5 separate regions of the Mus musculus genome follow, and all the other regions are linked to region 1. Evidence: chromatin contacts called from public promoter capture Hi-C data. All regions are on one chromosome and are shown on one strand. The core of a region is the stretch at or near the end of the contact, and the rest is flanking DNA. Distances in the headings are between cores, read along the strand shown. Region 1 holds the start of Mrps22 (mitochondrial ribosomal protein S22). Region 2 holds the start of Mras (muscle and microspikes RAS). Region 3 holds the start of Armc8 (armadillo repeat containing 8). Region 4 holds the start of Pik3cb (phosphatidylinositol-4,5-bisphosphate 3-kinase catalytic subunit beta). Region 5 holds the start of Esyt3 (extended synaptotagmin-like protein 3).

Evidence for each region. Promoter capture Hi-C pulls out the DNA fragments that hold promoters and counts their contacts.
Region 2: a promoter capture Hi-C map of hippocampal neurons shows a contact between it and region 1, with 4 times the contacts expected there. The contact joins the promoter of Mras here to the promoter of Mrps22 in region 1. A contact is called at or near these places in 7 of 39 promoter capture datasets (the 3T3-L1 cell line, cranial neural crest, frontonasal cranial neural crest and 3 more), 2 of 484 Hi-C or Micro-C datasets (reprogramming fibroblasts and uterus), 2 of 115 datasets of contacts at active chromatin or transcription factors (bone marrow-derived macrophages and stem cell-derived neural progenitor cells) and 1 of 9 other capture datasets (adipose tissue).
Region 3: a contact with region 1 is called in a promoter capture Hi-C map of liver, with 5 times the contacts expected there. The contact joins the promoter of Armc8 here to the promoter of Mrps22 in region 1. A contact is called at or near these places in 16 of 39 promoter capture datasets (the 3T3-L1 cell line, 3T3-L1-derived adipocytes, the C10 cell line and 12 more), 5 of 484 Hi-C or Micro-C datasets (CD4 T cells, CD8 T cells, LSK cells and 2 more), 4 of 115 datasets of contacts at active chromatin or transcription factors (bone marrow-derived macrophages, memory CD8 T cells and thymic regulatory T cells) and 3 of 9 other capture datasets (adipose tissue, liver and macrophages).
Region 4: a promoter capture Hi-C map of erythroid cells shows a contact between it and region 1, with 7 times the contacts expected there. The contact joins the promoter of Pik3cb here to the promoter of Mrps22 in region 1. A contact is called at or near these places in 10 of 39 promoter capture datasets (the 3T3-L1 cell line, embryonic stem cells, erythroid cells and 6 more) and 3 of 484 Hi-C or Micro-C datasets (CD4 T cells, Th1 cells and regulatory T cells).
Region 5: a promoter capture Hi-C map of hippocampal neurons shows a contact between it and region 1, with 3 times the contacts expected there. The contact joins the promoter of Esyt3 here to the promoter of Mrps22 in region 1. A contact is called at or near these places in 7 of 39 promoter capture datasets (cranial neural crest, frontonasal cranial neural crest, hippocampal neurons and 4 more), 3 of 484 Hi-C or Micro-C datasets (nephron progenitors, reprogramming fibroblasts and uterus), 4 of 115 datasets of contacts at active chromatin or transcription factors (embryonic limb bud, forebrain, neural tube and 1 more) and 3 of 9 other capture datasets (adipose tissue, embryonic stem cells and liver).

The regions. Positions count from the first base shown.
Region 1 is chr9:98,600,371-98,603,154 of GRCm38.p6, forward strand. Mrps22 (mitochondrial ribosomal protein S22) reads right to left here and starts at 1,309. Exons shown (of 8, transcript NM_025485.3): 1 at 1,103-1,309. The coding sequence starts at 1,274.
Region 2 is chr9:99,435,276-99,438,064 of GRCm38.p6, forward strand. It overlaps Mras (muscle and microspikes RAS), which reads right to left and starts at 1,437. Exons shown (of 6, transcript NM_008624.3): 1 at 1,035-1,437.
Region 3 is chr9:99,567,446-99,570,181 of GRCm38.p6, forward strand. It overlaps Armc8 (armadillo repeat containing 8), which reads right to left and starts at 1,454. Exons shown (of 22, transcript NM_028768.3): 1 at 1,157-1,454. The coding sequence starts at 1,201.
Region 4 is chr9:99,138,639-99,141,649 of GRCm38.p6, forward strand. Pik3cb (phosphatidylinositol-4,5-bisphosphate 3-kinase catalytic subunit beta) reads right to left here and starts at 1,573. Exons shown (of 24, transcript NM_029094.3): 1 at 1,353-1,573. It also overlaps the pseudogene Gm2773.
Region 5 is chr9:99,357,031-99,359,934 of GRCm38.p6, forward strand. It overlaps Esyt3 (extended synaptotagmin-like protein 3), which reads right to left and starts at 1,500. Exons shown (of 23, transcript NM_177775.3): 1 at 1,021-1,500. The coding sequence starts at 1,359.

The DNA of each region.
Region 1 (2,784 bases), core at 59-2,558:
CAGAGGCAGAAGCTGATGCAGAGGCCATGGAGGGGTGCTGCTTACTGGTTTGCTCCCCCTGCTTTCTTATAGAATCCAGGACCACCACCAGCCCAGGCATTGCACTACCCACAATGGACTGGGCCCTCCCACCTCAAACACTAAGTAAGAAAATGTCCTACAGCTGGATCTTATGGAGGCATTTCTTTCCATTCAGATAACTCTGGCTTGTGTCAAGTTGACACAAAACTAACGAGAACGTTTCTTTGAAGACCAAACTCCTGTGTTTATTCTCATGGTCACCCACAAGCTCCAGTAACTATATACATGCTCAGCACTACACTGTCTTGAGACAAGCTCACGCACCTGCTCGACTCTAGTGATCGTTTTTTTACTCCAGTGCGCCTCAATTTGTATCTAACTGTATACTGACCCTGGAATAACAAAGACATCTCAACTTCAACACAAAACAAGCAAAATTCCGCCTCCTTTCCCGTTTTTTAATTTTCATTTTACCGAGTCATCAATCCAAACTCAAAAATCAACCACATAAACTGTTTCTACCATTAATGTTCTCTAGCTTGCCACGAGTCTCCATTCAACTGCTTACCATCAAAACCTGGACACTTACTTAGACATTATCAATCCTAACTCCAAAATACGTTCCCCCAAAATACCAGCGTTCAGTTTCTTCTCTATACCTCTGCTTATTATGGTGTCCTCTTGTTCTTTTAACCTTAGCATGGTTAGCCTGGTGGCAGCGTTGCCCGTATTTTCCCTGGGATTCATCCCTATGCGTCCAACATAGTTTGAAAGGCAGCTAAGTGCTTTCCGCCCCCCCCTCCCCCCATGCCCGACGTAGCCTGGATCACAGAACTCTGCCAATCGCCACTGGGATAACAGAGTCCAGGTCAACCCTACAGCATGCCCCAAGCTAATGTAGTGTAATGCTTTGCAAGGGGCGGCACGCAAGCACTAGTGACTGAATGAATGAATGAATGAGGACTTAGATAAGTTCTGCAAGGACGGACGGAAGCCGCACGCAGTCTGACAAGCCGCCTTCACTCGTTAGAGCAAGCTCTAAGTTTCCCGGGCGCTCAGCAGAGTTCTGGCGGTCACTCACCTGCCTCGGAGCTGAGCAGGCGGCGAGGCTGCCCCACCTCGAATGGCTGGGGCCGCGTCGCGAGCAGAGCATCGGGGTGGCGCTGGGCTGTGGCCCGAGTACAGACCCGCCGTGCTCGCCGAGAGCCCAATTGGAACCTCCACAGCGACAACGGTGTTCTGACTGCAGCCATGATTACCAGACGCTCTTTGCGCCGGAATCGATAGAGCAACTTCCGGCTCGAGAGGTTTTTGTGCAGCATTCTGGGAAATGTAGTCTGGGTGGAGGCAAGGCGCCGCGGAAGCGTTTTAAAACTACTAAAATCTTTGTGCAAGCAAGGCAAGCACTGTATGGAATGAGCTATATGCCCCGCCCCGCTTCCCTCTTAGAGACAGTCTCTGCAGTCTTGACCTCAAACCCGCTGCAATCCGCTTTCTGACCTCTGATTACAGATGTGGGAATGAACTTTTTAAAGAATTTTTTTAAAGTAATTTTGTTTGTGTGTGCATGCGCATGAACTTGTATGTGGAGGTCAGAGGATAGCCTGGGAGAGTCGCCGCTCTCTTTCGACCCAGAGATGGAACTCAGGTGAAACTTGGTAGCAGGTATCTTTACAACCTGAGCAGGAATCTCACCAGCCCATTTACTTTTGTTTGTTTGTTTATAGTATTAGCTTTATCATTTGTATACAAGACATATACCACATACACACACATGCATACACACATAATACATACATGTTAAGAGTACATACATTAAGAAACAAAATAGTCGGGCGTGGTGGCGCACACCTTTAATCCCAGCACTTGGGAGGCAGAGGCAGGCGGATTTCTGAGTTTGAGGCCAGCCTGGTCTACAGAGTGAGTTCCAGGACAGCCAGGGCTACACAGAGAAACCCTGTCTCGAAAAAAAAAAAAACAAAAAAAAAACCAAAAGAAACAAAATAAGGGCTTGGAATTTAGCTCAGCACTAGAGTACTTGCCCTAGGTTCGGGTCCTAACAACACATGGGCACGTGCAACATCCCACCAACTGCTTATTCACAAGTACGTGTTTGAGTCTCTCGATGTGTGTACAGGTTTTTTGTTTTGTTTTTGTATTTTTTTCCTCTGTGCTCCTTTTCTCTTTTCTTTTTGGTTTTATGGTTCTGAATAATGAATGTGTATTGCCCTCCTAGACCTCTTCCCCCACTTGCGGGTTTAAATCCAACTGTTTGCAGTTCTTTCAAACTTTTCAAACGCACCCCAAATGTTTGTTCTTCATTCTGAATCCATAACCACCAATCACCTTATACCTTCCCTTCATCGGCCCTTCTATAATTTCTGGTCATTCTCCTTATTATCTGCTTATTTTTCTCACCACATGAAGGCTATGCCTATACATTATTATAATTTTACCTAGTACTGTTTATGTGCAGAACAAATACTTGTTGAATGAAAGAATGGATGGGTGGATGGATGGATGGAAGGATGGATGGATTGGTAAATGGATGGATGCATAGATGGATGGATGGATGGATGGATGGATGGATGGATGGATGGATCAATGGATGGATGGATGGATGGATGGATGGATGGATGGATGGATGGATAGGTGGGTGGATGCATAGATGGATGGATGGATGGATGGATGGATGGATGGATGGATGGATTGGTGGATGGATGGATGGATGGATTGGTGGATGGATGGATGGATGGATGGATG
Region 2 (2,789 bases), core at 187-2,686, 840 kb after region 1:
GAAATAAGAAGGTTTACGGAATGTTAGCAGCTCAGATTTCTTCTCTGGGAAAAGGGGCAGGAGAAAGTCTACGAACTGCTTCAGTGAAAGTGCTTTGTTCACAGCTGAGCCCTTACATGCGTCAGTTGTTAATATACATAGCTGCCACCCCACACTTCAACCCACCACTGCAGGACGTGCGGACTGGTACACTAGGAATGTACAGTGCAGGCTGCACAAGCCTTAAACGTCAGCATCTTAGAGCCTCACTCACAACAGGCCAGAACAGACACGGGGTCAAAAGCACAGGCATAGGCACAGTCCTGGGTAGGTTAACGTCCCACTTCTCCCATCTTTCTGGAGGCGTCCTGTCTGAAGATAGGCAAATTCCCATCAAGTACCAGGGCTTTGTAAGCTTTGCTTTAAGCATTCTCCGCTCACTCCTCGGCCAGCCAGACCTCTGGAGGCCACAGTTTTGAGCGTCATCAGTCAGTCTCTATAATTTGGTCCAGAGAATCAAAAACACCATTGTAGCCCAAGAAGGTTCCCCACCATCAGGAGCTGCCCCAGCGCTCAGGTCAGAGTTCAGGTGACACGGTCTTTGTCCTATTCTCCAGACTGCACTCCGTCCCCAAGGCACCTCAGCTTTGCAGGGGGTTCTACCGTAATGTCAAGGGCCCACTCTGCTCTTCTGAACAGTCGTCTCTCTGACCTAACCCTGGCGTAGGGGCACTTGAGCTCTCCCACTGACCACACTAGACTGTCATTCAGTTTGTGCCCTGCTTTCCAAGCAGAACAGGATTTGGCATGGAGCCTGACACATGATGGGCACCGGGCCGCATCAGTTTAACGAGCGCAGGCCCCAGTGGTGACCAGAGAGCCAGCCCAGCAACCCGAACCCAGGACGCAGTGAAGAGTTGTTTATGAAGAAAGCGGTTTTGTATTATCCACATGAATGTACCACCTCTCCGTAGATCTTTAACCTGATTTACGCCATTTTAAGCCAGGAGAGCCCCTACCCGACCCCGCCGCCCACCTCCCTGCCGAGTCCTTACCCGGGCAGCCGAGGAACCCCAGGATGACTACAATCAAAGGAGTCTGTCTAAGCGGCGGCTAGGCCCTTCCCACTTGGGTCGGAGTGGTGAGCGACTTCTCCGCTGCACACCGTTAAGCCAGAGCCGGTGGTAGGGGGCAGAGGCCACGCACAGCCGGAGCCCGCTGCCCGGGTGCAGCCGGGTGCAGCGCAGCGCAGCCCGGCGAACGCGGAACCGGCCACACCTCCAGCCCCGGAACGGAACAAAGCGCCCGGCGGCCTCCTCCCCTCAGGGTTGCCGGGCGGCTCGCCGCGCGCTCCCGCCGGGGCTGGGCTCCCGCCCTGGGCCACCGCCTCCTCGCTCGCACCGGGAGGAGGGAGCGCCGCGCCCGCCGGGCCCCGCGCCGCCGACTGACGGCTCCGCGCCAGCCAGCCCGGCCGCCGCCGTCCCCGCCCCGCTGACGCCTTAAAGCGACCGCGCACCCCGCGCCTCGGGAGCCTTCCGAGTGGCTGCGACGACCCCCAAACGGCACCACTGTGGGCATTGGGACAGCTGGCACCGGGCAAGGGTCCCCTCGCCTCCACTCACTCACCACACGGATCTGCAGTCTGTGAGCCGCCGATAAGCCTAGGACACCTAAGGGGAATTGGCCCCGGGCGGCTTTAAAAGAGCTGTAGGTTCAATCTTTAACTCTTCGGGCTGCCAACTTCGGGACCTGCGGACGCCTCCCCAGTCCTTAGAAGAGTCCCGTCGCTTCAACCACGTCCCGAGGACCCCAAGATTCCGAGGGCCTGCTGCTTGCTTTAGCTAGGTGCCAGATTCAGGCCTCAAAGTTCTTGAGAATTAGCCAGCGACCTGGATAGGAGGCGGCGGCGACGTTCGCACACCATTTAGCTCTTCCATTGGGTTGGAGTCATTCCCTACTCCCTATCCCCGGCTTTCCCTTTTACAAGACTTGAGATATGATCACATAACGCTGAGTATATGCTTTTAAAGGCGTACGTTTCAGTGGGGTTTTGGTATAACAAAGTTGTGCGACCATAGTTATTTATCTAATTCCAGAACATTCGGGTCACTACTCCTTTCCCCAATAAATTAAAAGAAAAAACCTCTGTGGGTAACCTCTCCCCATTCTTCCCCCCTCCCAGGCTCTGGAACCCTCTAATCTGCATTTCAGCCTCGGTGGATTTGCCTATTCAGAACATTCTATATAAATGGAGTCATACAACATGTGGTCTCTGTGACTGGCTTCTTCCACGGTGTGTGCAGACTGGATGCACGTGGTTCCGCGTAGCCACACCTCGGCCAGACTCATCTCCCACTGTGTGTATAGGAAGCATTTGTTTAGCCTTTCCTCAGTCGATGCTTACCTACTTTCCCCCTTTCTCTCGGTGTGAATAAAGTGCTAGTGTTAAAAGTCTTTATGTAAATACTGTGATTCCTCTTGGATACATACACCTCCAGCGGAATTGCCGGGTTGACTGGGGAACTCTTTCGGGGGCATATATCTGTTTCCAACGCAGCCATAGCATGTTACACTGGCACCACTCACGTGTGTGCGGGGACATAAGCATGCACCTGTGCATGCGTACAGTTGTGAGGACAGGACAACAGTGGGTGTTACCTTTCGGGTGCCTGTCACCATTTTGCTTTATTTTGATCTTTGGTTGGGGTGTGGTTGTTGTTGTTGTTTCTTTTGAGGAGTCTCATTGGCCTTGAACGGCTGAGTAGGTAGAGCTACAAGCCTAGGGGACCTCAACTTCTGCCTCCCTTCCC
Region 3 (2,736 bases), core at 204-2,703, 970 kb after region 1:
GCATGGCTCTAACCAGCCCTGACTGGAGTGATGTACCTAGTGCCTTTGAACACAAAAGTGTGTTTGTGTGAGAGTCAGGGAAGAGGAAAGAAACCGGTTGGAGTTGCAAGACTATAGGGAATCTGACAAGCCATCTATAATCCAACTGCCATCTCGGTAAGTCTCCACAGGTCTAAAAGATGATTCTTTGCCCGCCTATTTCTTTACTTCCAACAACAACTGAATCATTGGTAGGCTCTATTTGGAGTCCAACTGCTAAAATCTGTGGTCAAACCTCCCAGAGTTATCTCCCAACAACACTCATTCTTGTTCATTTCATTCCTGGTCCTGTTTTTTGTTTTTGTTTGTTTGTTTAAAGGACATTATAGCGGAAGGCGAAAGTCGCCTTCTTTGCTTTTTGTTGTTTCTTTTTAATTTAAGAAAAAAAAAACCCTGATATTTCTTCTAGGTATATCAATACGTTCCCTTCTTTCAAATACTGGGGGAACCTATTCTTTTTCATTCCGACTTTTTGGTCCCTCCTAAAATGTTTTGCTCTCCCTAAAGAAAAATCAAACACCGGACATTAGAAACATAGTTTCTCTAGTCTCGGAGCCCGGACCTCAACAGCAGAGCACAGCAAAGCGGTTTAAATAACCATACACAATAGCGCGAGTTGCAGCTGATGTGAAAACCTCCATTGCCAAGAAGCAAGCGGTGTTGGCAGGTGCCCTGGTGGTAGGGACTTGACAGAAGACGCACAGCCCTGGTCTGGCAGCTCTGTGCTGTGGCAGCTTAAGAGTTCGCACCTCTTCTAGCCACAGCCCTGGAGAGCGAAGTGGACTCTAGGTTCCAGGCCTGTCCTGAACCCTCGCAGGCAGCGAGCTCCGTCCCGAGAAGCAACAGCGCAGGGAGGAAGACGGGAGAAGGCTCGGCCAAACCCAAGCCGCGCCCATGGGCCGGCTGCCTGGAGCCCGACCTCCCCGCCGGCCGAACGGCCGCCGTCCTGGGAACCCGCACCGGTGGGAGCTCTCGAGTAGGAGACGCCTCCGACTCGGCCCGGGTCGCGTGCATCCCAGCTGAGGCCACCGCAGTGGGTGGTGCTCGGGAGGCTCAGGGCGCCGGGGTAATGCTGTGGGCAGGACCGGGGTTGCCCCGCGCCGGGCGGGTCACTCACCGAGAGGACGCTCATGCGGATTGGGGTCTCCAACAGGCACGCCATCTTGAGCCTTCCCACCCGGCTGCTGCCGGCGCCGGCGCGCGGCCGGCACTTTCGACAGCCACCTATGTGACCTGCAGCCGGAGCCTCTGTAGAAAGCCCAGGCAAGCTGCCCAGAACAGACCGCGCCCCAGGCGTCGCTCGAGCACCGAAGGGGCTGGGCAGAAGGGCGAGGGATTGGGAAACCGCGCCGGACCCCGGCTTACGAATCGTCCTCTCAGAAACAGCAGCTACTCTCGGCTGGGGTCAGAGGTGGGCGCGGGCAGCGGCCTCCGCATGCGCAGAAGCCTGCCTGCCCCACCTTCCGCGGGTGGGGGGCGGAGCCTCACCCTGGCTCGACGAGCTGTCCGCACTCTTAAATTTCAGTTTACAGGTTTTCTTTCCTAACCGCTAGTAGGTGGAGTTACTATCTACGGAGTCTGAAGTTCACTTTCACATTCATTATCTCACTCTACACCATTCCCTAGTTTCAGTATTCTCTCCCTCTTAAAGCTGGAGAAACTGGTCTCAAAACTAGGTCTTCTGCCTGCAATGAAAATCGCCTCACGCTTCAACAGTTAACTATGACCTGCTTTATTTAGCGTTGCGTGCCCGACCCACTTACTCTGGTATATTGGTAAGAACGGGTTCTCCACAGCCAGGACGCCTGGATTTAATCCTAGCTGCTTTTCGTTAGTGCCAATATTTTGGAAAGGTTCTTAGCCTCTTTATATTTATTTCACTTCTCCCGACTGTAAAATAAGGACTAATGAGAATAAATGGCCCAATAAACAACAACAACAACAACAAAAATGCCTGGAATGTGGAAAGCCTTACGTTGTCTGTGTGTTAGAATTATTTCCAGCCTTTAGGTCAAATGGGGGATGGAGAATTAAACTATGTGAATGTTTCCTACTAAAATATTCTGAAAGTAAAGCCATCCCTAATTCAGGTTGTTACCTCAACTCCACTCACCTCCCAGTGCTCTTTAAGTAAAAGCATATCTCTCCCATTGTTTCTCATTTCCTCCTGTACTTTAATGTCTACATTTATTGTATCACTTATCACCCTTGCTTATAAGTCTCTTACAAAGTGTTGCACTTCTGAAAGCCTGGAAGTTTAAGAGAACCCTGGTGCTGTAGCGGTATATCCTAAGCTCTGTAACTACAGTCTTTCCCACTCTTTACACAGGAATTATTACTCATTCAGTAATTTTATTTAAAGCCAGATTGAGCCCATTTAAGATTGTTAGCCTTGTCCTAAATCAAGTCTGTGAAATCAAATGTGTTGTATTCTTTTTTATTCTAGTACATATTACCATTCATAAATACATTTAAATGTTCATCTGTCCACCCATGTAACACCTAAAATCACGTCCTAGTATGCCTGCTACAACCAGGCAAATTGTAATTGTATATAGCACACAAAAGCATTGACAATTGTACAATAGTCTCTATATGTGTGAGCTATACCTCACCCAGAAACTCGGGCAATACATCTTCTAGGAAACCCCTCCCTCGAGGAAGAACTAGGTGACTCTCCCAACTCCATATATTTTC
Region 4 (3,011 bases), core at 323-2,822, 540 kb after region 1:
CTGCTAAGCTAGCAGGTCTACCAGCAAACTCCTGGAATCTACTTGTGTGCCCCTCCCCAGCAATGGGACTACAAGTGGATGCCACCCTAACTTTTAACATCTATTCTGGATATGCCGAGTTCTGTAATCCAAAGACAAGGGAGAAAGAGGCATGAATCAAAGCCAGCCTAGTCTATAGAGTGAGTTCCAGACCACTGAGGACTAACACCGCAAAGTTCTGTCTCAAAAGATCCATAACACCGCAAGGTTCTGTCTCAAAAGATCCAAAACAAAATAAAACAAAACAAAACAAAAAAACTTACAAAGCAGTACCAAGACCCGCAAGTGATAATGAACTCCTGGAAACTCAGACTCCTTGGAGATTTCATTACGACTGGTATTCCCAAACATCCATTCAGCACTTCAGAATAAATACTCATCTAATTTAATTATGATGACTTCACCAGACAGTAAGTAACACTGCCCACAACGATGTTTACAAAAGCACTTGTCACTCCCTTCGGATGTAGCAATGCAGGAAAAAAGGAGTATGTTTCCATACTCTTCCTGTGTTTATACTCTGTAACAAGTGACAATTTAAGTGTCACTTCAGATGGGTTAAATACCAAAGTAAGTCAGGTAACATGTCCCACCACCATCTTCCACGTTGTGTAAACTCTGATTCTGATAGGATTCTTAGCACTAATTCACTCCGTACCCAAGACAGGTTTCCAAGTCAGCCTTTCCAAGAGAGAAACTACAGAATTCTAGGAAGAGACTACAGAATCCTACTCTGGCCGCTGTAAGATAACAGGCTCCTTCGTTAAGCAACTCGAGTTGAGCTTATTGCAACACTAGAGCGGTTCGGAAATAAATTTGCCCCCAATACCAACCTCTAGGAAGGAACAAGCCAGAGCCAGCAAGGATGCTGCAGTGAGCGACTCCCAAAAGCTCCCGTCCACCGAGCACTTACAGCGAGGTTAGCACGGCCTCCCGCAATCCCGGGAGGTGAGTATTCACAGTTCCCGCTTCACGTCTCCTCGGGGTATTTCAGCCAAGGCCGCGCGGGACGGGTTAGCCGCAGCACCGGGACTCTGACCGGTCTGAAACCGGAGAGCCCGGAATCGTGCGGTGAACGCTGCGCCGAAACACCTGAGGGTCCGCAGCCGCCGGGCGTCCGCACCGACACCGGCTGGGCCGTGCCGCGCCCGCTCTCTCTGTGGTCGCCCACCGGGCGCCCTCCGCTGCTCGGTGTCCGCCGCCCGAGGCCTGGGCGCCGCGTACCTCGGAGCCCGCGCTCCCGCGGCCGAGCCCGGCAGGAAGCGCCCGCCCGAGCCGCCAGCGCCGCAGCCCGCGCCGCCTCCCGCGCTCACCTGCCCCGCGCGCCGCCACCGGCTCCCGATCCCGCAGCGCCGTCAGCAGCTCCCGCAGCCGTGCCCGCCTGGCTCCGACACCCGCATGCCCCGCTCCCAGTCTCTTGCTGCCTTCGGGGCTCAGCGCGACACCCGCCCACCGCCCACGACCATGGCCGGCTCCGTCGCAGCCGCTGCACCGCCCGACGGAGCACGCGCGCGCCACCGCCGTGCCCGCGCCTGCGCGAGCGCGCGCGCGAGCCTCCCGGGCTCTCCTCCCCGCTGCCCGGCCCCGCCCACCCTCTAGGGCCAATCCCCCGACGCCCGCCTCCAGGCAGCCCCGCCCACTCACCGCGCAAGCCCCGCCCCTCGAGGGGAGGCAGCACCAGCCTCGCCCTGTGCGGCTGTCGGTGCCGCGTTCCTACTGCGCTGCCGGCGCGCTGGGGTTGGCTCGCAGAGCACTGCGGTGTCTGCAGCCCCCAGCTCGCCGCCTTCGGGAAAACCTGCACCTCCCGGTTCCGCTTCTCCGCAGACTCCCCTTTGTTCCCACGGCCCAGCTGGCCTTCCATTCCCTGCGATGTGAACGATCATTTAGATGTAAAGAGTCCAGCCTTTGAAACACTTCTGTGTTCGTCTCTGCACCACCGCAGCTGACGTTTGGCTGCCAAACCTTACACTTCGCCCAGCGCTTTTTTTTTTTTTTCTCGCCTCTGTCTCCCTGCTGTCGGGAAATTTCATGGCTCTTTAGTGAGACGCTTGAATTTCACTTACTGTCAGCCAAACCTTGGGCGCGGCGGATAGAGCTCAGCGGTAGGGCACTCACATAGCCTAAGAGGTCCTGCGTGGGATACTTGTAGTCTTTTTGTTTACATATAGTAAACCTACTGTAACCTAACGCCACTCTAACAATTCAAGCAAATACTTAAGTAGTCTAGGATAGAATCTACAAGTAGAAGGAAAATGAGACAAGGTGTCAAAACAATAGTTTGATTCTGCGGATGTAACTAAGTGATTTAAAAAAAAAAAAAAATCAAGCGTGGTGGCTAATGCCTATAAAGCTCTGCATTCAGGACCAGAAGGCAGGTGCATTGCCAGGCCAGCTAGGTTACTTCCTGAGTTGCAGACTAGGCAAAGCTGCATAGCAGGGACCCTGTCTCAAAAAAAAAACAAAAACAAAAACAAAAAACAGAGGTTAACCTATTTCACCATGCTTGTACAAGTTTGGGGTTTCTACAAGTAATTTTATGTGGAGCTTTTGAGGCTTCAGCCCATTGCCAGTGGGACATTAAATGCTTAACCCAACTGTGAAGCCCAGGTCTTTTCAGATGTCTAATGAATAGAATTCCCCTTAATATTTAGCGAGCTCACAGCCAGAAATGTCAGTAAAGGACCTTCACACGTTGATCCTCGACCCTTGTACCAAGCTTCTTCCTTCCCCTCCACCACAAGGTCAGTCTCATGTCCACCACAGAAGCAAAAGTATCTTGCACTAGACTAGCAATGGCTTTCTGACCAAGCAGAAAGGGTTGGTGACACAAGCCAGGCTGGCAGATCTGTGAGTTGAGGCCAGCTTGGTCTACAGAGCAAGTTCCAGGAAAGCTAGGAGTACACAGAGAAACCTGGAGAGAGAGAGAGAGACAGAGACAGAGAGAGAGAGAGAGAGAGAGAGAGAGGCAGACA
Region 5 (2,904 bases), core at 250-2,749, 760 kb after region 1:
ATGCAAAATAAACACTTGGGCACAGGTACACAGAGGGAAGTCAGAAGTCAGCCGCGGGCAGAAGAGAGAGAGAGATAGCAGACTCAGAATGGACCCCTAGATATGGTGATCTTGAACTAATCACCTACAGGATACTAAGTTTCTGTTGTCCAAACCACCACATCTGTGGTACTTTGCTGCAATGGCCTTAACAAACTACATACAGGCAAGACTTAATTTCCAAATGAGATTAATAAGCCATGCTAACGTTCTCTTCTCAATCACAGACAGGTGTGATGCTCATAGATTCAGCTGCGTTTTAGAGTTCAGGCCACACGCAAAACATTCAAGCCAGCCGAAATTAGGAGTCTGGGGGGGCCTCCGCATATCTCCCCTGGGAGTCTGAGATACAAGATACTCAGGGAAGCAGAAGCCTCCAGCTCCAGGGGGCAGATCTGTCACACACTAACCCTCTGAAACGGACTCCTTTGGTCAATGTTTGCGAAACATCCAATCCTAAACGTCCTTGTTCCCCACCCGAGGAATTAAGCTGGGGGTACAGATTTTGTTTTTACGTGAACCAGGTGGGGTTCTCAGGACCAGATGCATTTGAGAAACCATAGCCATGCCAACCGCCACCAGGAAGCGGGTTTGTCTCTGGACTACGAGTGTGCACACGGCCCGCTCAAGCCCATGGCATAAGAAGGGAGAGGACAGTGGTCCACGCAGTATCCCGGCTTGCTCTGCGGAGCACTCCTGCCAGCTCTCGGCTGAAGGCGACCAGAGCCCTGTGCTCCTGTCACTGCTGTATGTGTCTATATACGTGTCACGCCCTTCGCTAGTTCTTAAATCAACAGGCGGGTGGAAGAAGCGCCCTGTTTCCTACGCGAGCAACTTTGCGGAGTCCTGGACGCCCAGTTTTGATCCTGGGTGTGTCCCACCTCCGACTCTTCTCTGAAGCCCGGCCCTTGCGTGAAGACCCGGGAGTACGCCCCAGCTCCCCCCTCGGAAACCCACAGCCCTCCGCCGGGCCCGGCTTACCCAGGCTGGCAAATGCTGGCCCCGCAGCTCACGGCTGATGAACTCGCGCTCGTGCTCCAGGAATTCGAAGGCGGCCTCCAAGCGCCCCAGCTTCCCGCGGCGGTTCCGGCGCCACCACATCCAGAGCAGGGCGCCAAGCAGCAGCCAGGTGACGCTGAGCCCCAGGTAGCCCGCCAGGTAGACCGGTGCCAGGTAGAAAAGGACGCGCGCCACGAAGCTGTAGAGCTCGGGCAGTAGCTGGCCCGACAGGCGCGGTCCGGGGTCCCGCGAGCGCTGGCCTCTCTCCGGGACGTCAGGACCGCCGGGCGCGCTCGGGGCGCAGGGCTCCTCCGGCTGCATCTCGCTGTCGCCGGCTTGTCCTCTCTAGAAGCTTCACCCCAGCTCAGGTTGGTGCACCCCCTATGCCGGCGCACATCTGTCCTCAAGGCACGAGGACTCCGCAGCCGCGCAGCTCCTGCTCCGCCAGCCTCTCCAAGCTCTGAGCTCGGGTTCTACCAGCTCCGGACTGCGGAGTCTGGGCATAAGGCCAGAGGGGTGGAGCTCTGGCAGGCAGGGAAATCCGGAAGTCTCCGCCACCAGGGGCGTGCCCAGGTGAAAAGGGGCGGGGTCAACCCGATGAGGCCTTGAGGGCATCCTGGGATCCCACTGTCTGGCATAAATGTCAACAGAAGGGGTGCAGTTGTCATTTGGGGTGAGCTAAGCGTTACTCTTCACATCAACCCAACACGGGTAAACATCACCTAAAACCTGTTCCTTACACACAGTATCATCTGGACTTTTTGCGGGGTGTCCTAGGCCAGCACTGCGTTGGATCTGACCCAAAGTCTGGGACCACTCCCAGCTGGTCCTTAAAGCCTTGCTTTTCTCTCTTAAACTATTTGTTACTTAAGCCATCTGGACCCAGCTCCCAGCACAGTCAAACTGAGCTTAGGGACCATTCTCTACCCCACCCCCACTCCCATCCTCAGCGTCATTTTAAAAACCCTGTCTGCAGGGGAGTTGGTCAGTGCCTTTCCTTTCTGGGACTGGGAGCGTCCAGGAAACCGGCCATCTTCACTCATAGTCATTTACTCTCTCTTGGTGCACCCAGAGAGGGCAAGCGACCTGCGAATGGAAAAAGAAAGAGGAAGCCAGCCTTGAGGTGCTTCGGAATCTATGAGCCTTCTGCTTTCGTGTCGCCCAGGCCGAACGATCAGACCAAGAGAAGCAAGGCTCCGTAAATTCAGACAGTGACTCACCTTGCGGATGGCACAGATTGTAGGCGCCTATACAGGAGATCACAGAAATGGACGGATGGTGAGACAGAGTCAAGAGGAGAACAGGCCTGATTTGGGGTAATTTCATTCTCTTTCCACAATCGTTGAAAGGCTTAGCCCCATGAACAATCAAAAGATGAGTGTGTTCTCTTTCTTGCACCCTTCCCCGCTTCCTATCTCTTCCTCTGGATAAAATTACTTGCTGCAAGGGGTTGGAGAGATGGCTCCTCGGCTAGAACTCTTACTGCTCAAGCAGAGGACACTAATTCAGGTCCCAGCACATACAAGAGGCTCGCCAAGTTCAAATAACTCCAGCTCCAGGGGATGGTCTTGGATACCACATTCATACATATAATTTTAAATTAAGAATAAATCTCCAAAAACTTATTTATCAGAGTAAGGTTTTACAACAATGGGAATGCTGCCGGAGGTCAGAATACCTGAATCTCCTTCCTCTGCTCTTGGTCATCTTCTTCTCAGGCTACCCTGGGATATCAACCACAAAGCCCCTCCTTCCAAGTGCCTTTGAAGAGTCCGCTGCATTCAAATCTTACTAAAGTTTCTGAGAAGTCCTACAGACAAAGGCTGGTAAACAGAATTTAACCCTATGTTGCTCTAATGATTCCCT